Regions from separate parts of the Callithrix jacchus genome. Here region 2 is linked to region 1. Evidence: chromatin contacts called from public Hi-C data. All regions are on one chromosome and are shown on one strand. The core of a region is the stretch at or near the end of the contact, and the rest is flanking DNA. Distances in the headings are between cores, read along the strand shown.

Evidence for each region. Hi-C and Micro-C count contacts between places; a contact is called where the count stands out from the background.
Region 2: a Hi-C map of induced pluripotent stem cells shows a contact between it and region 1, with 3 times the contacts expected there. The contact joins the promoter of MEI1 here to the promoter of CENPM in region 1. A contact is called at or near these places in 2 of 3 Hi-C or Micro-C datasets (induced pluripotent stem cells and skeletal muscle).

What each region holds. Positions count from the first base shown.
Region 1 is chr1:189,821,839-189,824,538 of calJac240_pri, forward strand. It overlaps CENPM (centromere protein M), which reads left to right and starts at 1,351. Exons shown (of 6, transcript XM_035266060.3): 1 at 1,351-1,483; 2 at 2,006-2,085; 3 at 2,466-2,558. The coding sequence starts at 1,427.
Region 2 is chr1:190,062,464-190,065,163 of calJac240_pri, forward strand. It overlaps MEI1 (meiotic double-stranded break formation protein 1), which reads right to left and starts at 1,340. Exons shown (of 31, transcript XM_035266067.3): 1 at 1,152-1,340. The coding sequence starts at 1,325.

The DNA of each region.
Region 1 (2,700 bases), core at 101-2,600:
TCGTATCCCACCGCCCTCTGCTGACTCTCTTTTTGGACTCAGCCCACCCACACCCAGGTGGATAAACAGTCATGTTGATTACACAAAGCCTGTTTGGGGGGGGTGTCTTCATTCAGAGCACATGTTTTAACAGTGACAAAGTCTCTAACCTCTTGTTTCTTACATTCTATATGGAGAGACAAGAAACAGGTAATTATATAGCTGTTGGGAGAACCAATTCACTATGGGCCCTGAGTGCCCCTGCACATTCTTGCTGGGTATGCCAAGAAAGCAAGACCCTGTACTCAGGCTGGGTTTGCAGCAAGGAACCTTGAAAGACAAGGCAAAGTCTCCGACTAGACAAAGAACAGCATGTTTACCACTCACTATTAAAGCAGTCAACTGGCAGGGCCTGCTGGTGTGCACCGGGAGTCCCAGCTACTCAGGAGGCTGAGGCAGGAATTACTTGAGCCCAGGAGTTCGAAGCTGTAGTGAGCTATGATAGTGTCACTATACTCCAGCCTGGGCAACACAGTGACACTCCTAAAAAAGAAAAAAAGAGGCCGGGCGCGGTGGCTCAAGACTGTAATCCCAGCACTTTGGGAGGCTGAGGCGGGCCTCTTGATCACGAGGTCAAGAGATCGAGACCATCCTGGTCAACATGGTGAAACCCCGTCTCTACTAAAAATACAAAAAATTAGCTGGGCATGGTGGCTTGTGCCTGTAATCCCAGCTACTCAGGAGGCTGAGGCAGGAGAATTGCCTGAACTCAGGAGGTGGAGGTTGCGGTGAGCCGAGATTGCGCCATTGCATTCCAGCCTGGGTAACGAAAGCTAAACTCCGTCTCAAAAAAAAAAAAAAAAAAAAGGCCAGGCACGGTGGCTCACGCCTGTACTCCCAGCACTTTGGGAGGCCGAGGCGGGCAGATTACTTGAGGCCAGGAGTTTGAGACCAGCTTGGACAACTTAGAGAAACCCCGTCTCTATGAAAAATACAAAAATTAGCCAGGCGTGGTGGCGCGCGCCTGTAATCCCAGCTCCTCGGGAGGCTGAGACAGAAGAATAGCTTGAACCCGGGAGGCAAAGGCTGCAGTGAGCCCAGATGGCGCCATTGCACAGCAGCCTGGGGAACAGAGGGAGACTCCTTCTCAAAAAAAAAGTACTGTGAGCATGAACGAACGAAAGTGAACAAAGAAATCACTAAAAACCTGCTTACTGTGGAGCGTGGAACAAAAGACCTGTCCACCAGGTGTTCCACGGGTGACGCTGGAACGCTACTCAGAAAAGGAGACAGCTGTTCGGTTCCTTTAAGAGGAGGCCCCGCCCACCCCGCGAATCCCCGCCGGTAAGGAGGCACGTGCCCCCAGGCCGCGCTCTAGGGGCGGGACTCAGAGCGGTTTGAAAGGTCGGCGCGCACTGCAAGAGCGGCGGTCGGCCTTGCTGCTGAGATGTCGGTGTTGAGGCCACTGGATAAGCTGCCCAGCCTGAACACGGCCACCATTTTGGTAAGTGCCGGCGGCCCCGCTTCCCCTGCTGGCCCTTCCTCCTTGGCGGAGCTTCAGCCCGCACCTCGACTGAGCTCCCTGAAGCGCCAAGCCAGCGCGAGCCACTGTGGTGGGGGCGGGGAATAGGCGGAGAGCCATGATCTGAACCAATGGGAGTAGCCACTCTCTGAGGTTGAGAGACGCATCCACCAATAGGTGCGCAGCGGACCCTTTTCCAGCCTCTGATTGGCGGGTTTCCACGCCTGGAGTTGCTCGTTCCGCATCTAGGTGCCTGGACTCCTGGTGAGGCCAGCGGTCGGAGGGAGAGCTAGGGGGAGTAAAGTGTGGTGCCCACAGGCCTGCAGCGGGTCCATACCTCAGCCACCAGCCCGTGCCGCCTCGCGGGGTCCGCTTCTCGGGAAATGCCCTCCGAGCCGCCTGCGCGCGGCTGCCCGATCCCCCCGGGAGTGGGTAGAAAGGCCAGGCCCTCCCCAGGGGATACTGTGTCCAGGGCTCTACCTGTCGCTCTGTCTCCCTGCGCAGCTGGTGGGCATAGAGGATGCTCTTCTGCAGCAGCTGGCTGACTCGATGCTCAAGGAGGACTGCGCCTCCGAGCTGAAGGTGTAAGTAGGCTGTGGCCTGATCCCACGTGTCTCACCCTAGAGGGATTCAGTCCTGGCTTCTAAACCCCGAGGCCCAGCGACCTCTCCTCTGACCCTGGGCCTTCTCCCAGCATGCAGCATAGCTGGCAAGTTCCAACCTCCCCTTGCCGAGGTGGTGACTAAACAGATCCCCTTTCTGGCAGAGGACATCAGACAGGAGTGATCTGAATAGGACCGGCCCGGTCCTGCCTCTGTGCTGGCCCAAGGAGTCATGGCCACAAGAACCTTGGGTGGCTAGGGTGAGGTCGGGAGCCCTTGACAGACCCTACCCCGGCAGCATTTAAACAGTCGCTGTGAGGTGGGTATGGATATTTTGAGTCCTGCAATTTCCTGTTTTACAGCCACTTGGCAAAGTCCCTCCCTTTGCCCTCCAGTGTGAATCGGCCCCGAATTGACCTGATCGTGTTTGTGATTAATCTTCACAGCAAATACAGGTGAGAGCCGGAGGAAGGGGCAGTCAGGACTCAGGCCTGGCTCTGGAGTGTGCTGGGACAGTGACCTAACTTATGATGGGAAGTGGGGAGGATGAGAGAGGTCAGGAGTTCAAGGCCAGCCTGGCCAATATGGTGAAACCTT
Region 2 (2,700 bases), core at 90-2,589, 240 kb after region 1:
AGCACTTTGGGAAGCCAAGGCAGGTAGATCACGAGGTCAGCAGTTCGAGCCTGGCCAATATGGTGAAAGCCGGTCTCTACTAAAAACACAAAAATTAGGCCGGGCGCGGTGGCTCACGCCTGTAATCCCAGCACTTTGGGAGGCCGAGGTGAGCGGATCATGACGTCAAGAGAACCAGACCATCCTGGCCAACAAGGTGAAACCCTGTCTCTACTAAAAATACAAAAATTAGCTGGGCATGGTGGCGTGCACCTGTAATCCCAGCTACTCGGGAGGCTGAGGCGGGAGCATTGCTTGAACCTTGGAGGCGGAGGTTGCAGTGAGCCGAGATCGCGCCACTGCACTCCAGCCTGGCGCCTGGCGACACAGCGAGACTCTGTCTCAAAAAAAAAAAAAAAAAAATTAGCCGGGCATGGTGGCAGGCGCCTATAGTCCCAGCTACTTGGGAGGCTGAGGCAGGAGAATCGCTTGAACACGGGAGACGAGGTTGCAGTGAGCCGAGACTGCGCCACTGCACTCCAGCCTGGGCAACAGTCATCTCAAAAAAAAAAAAAAAAAAAAAAAAAACCACCTCATTACAAACGCAAGTAGGCACTGAAGGCCCAGGCAGCCCAGCCAACTCTGCCAGGGGAAAGGTCTTCCCTTTCACCCCACTTCCGCCCAGCTGTAACCTGTCACTCCTGTCCCCCCGATCCCAGGCAGCCTCTCCTCAGATTCACACGTGGACAGCTGAAGGGAATGAGGAACGGCCACCGCCTGTGCGCCTGGCCCGCAGGTGAGTGGGGACAGAAATGGCGGGAGCCTGAGCTAAGGCTGAATCCTGGGGAAATGGAGGCAGGGCCAGCAAATGAAGGGGCCAGAGGGCGGAAAGCGGGAAGGTGTGTCCCTGAGACTGGGTGAGGTCCCGAGGGATCCGGATTTCCGCCCTTCCCGGCGCACAGCCAGGAGGCCAACAGGCCAGCCTGGGGCCGAGGGGACCGCGAAGCCGCTGTGACCGGGTGCGGGGCGGGCTGACAGGGAGGAGCGTGCACACCGCGCGGGGGCCCGGTTTCGCGTCGGGTTCACCGGAGCGGGTCTGGCGAGGGACCGGCCGCGTTTGCTGAGGGTAATGCCCAAACCCAGGTCTTCCAAAGAAAGAGTTCCACCCGCACCGACACGCCGGGCTCGGGCAGCAGCTCCAGCGTGCAGGCCAGGCACAGGCGGGGGGGCACAGGCAGCAGCCAGCGCGAGTCGTGCCGGTAATGGGTCCTCTCGAAAAGCAGAGCCGCCTCTTCGTCCCTTCTGGGCTCGGGAGTGCCCGCCGTCGCCGCCTGCCTCACAGCCATCTCCTCGTTTGTCTCTCGCTGAGGCAGAACGTTTTCCCGCGCAGCCTGCACGCATGCGCAGTTAGAGGACACGCCTGCGTCGTTGTAGAATGCGCCTGCGCGGACCCTGGAAGCCGCAGTCTCAGGCGAGCAGCTGCACCTGAGGGTGAGTGGCGGGCGCAAGGGCTCTGAATCGTGTCTAACTAAGCCAAAAGCAGTTTGCGCTTAGAACCCTGCAGGAATGTCTTCACCACACCCAAAGTTGAAAAGTAATTTTTTTTCAGAGTCTCGCTCTGTCGCCCAGGCTGGAGTGCAGTGGCACAATCTCGGCTCACTGCCACCTCCACCTCCCAGGTTCAAGCGATTTTTCTGCCTCAGCCTCCTGAGGAGCTGGGACTAAAGGCACGCACCACCACGCCCAGCTAATTTTTGTGTTTTTAGTAGAGGCAGGTTTCACCATATGGCTCTAACTCCTGACCTAGTGATTTGCCCGCCTCGGCCCTCAAAGTGCTGGGATTACAGGCGTGACCCACCATGACCGACCTGAGAATCTCAACTAATGCCTGATGATCTGAGGTGGAACAGTTTGAGCTCCAACCTTCACCCCCACCCCCAGTCCCTAGGAAAAATGCCTTCCACGAAACCAGTCACTAGTGCCAAAAAGGCTGGGGACAGCTGCTTTAATAGTATCCTTTCAGCCAGGTGTGGTGGCTCACTCCAGTAATTCCAGCATTTTGGGAGGCTGAGGTGGGCAGATTGCTTGAGCCCAGGAGTTCAAGACCAGCCTGGGCAAGATGGCGAGACCCATCTTGGGATGTCTCATCGACCTGTACTTTTTGTAGCTGCCTTTACAAAAAAATACAAAAATAGGCCCGATGTGGTGGCTCGTGCCTTTAATCACAACACTTTGGGAGGCCGAGGCAGGTGGATCACCTGAGGTCAGTAATTCAAGACCAGCCTGGTCAACATGGCAAAACCCAATCTCTACTAAAAATACAAAAATTAGCCAGGCGTGGTGGCAGGTGCCTGTAATTCCAGCTACTCGGGAGTCTGGGGCAGGAGAATCTCTTGAACCCAGGAGGTGTAGGTTGCAGTGAGCTGAGCTCACACCACTGCATTCTAGCCTGGGCAACAGAGCAAGACTCCATCTCAAAAAAAATAAAGAGTTTGAGACCAAAAAATAAAAATAAAAGTTAAAAAAGAGAGAGAGAGAGAAAGAAGTTTGAGACCAGCCTGGGCAACATGGCAAAACCCCGCTTCTAGTAAAAATAAAAAAATTTGCCAGGCATGCTTGTAATTTTTGTGGCTCCTGCCTGTAATCCCAGCTACTCAGGAGCCTGAGGCAGGAGAATCACTTAAACTCATGAAGCAAAGGTTGCAGTGAGCCAAGCTCAAG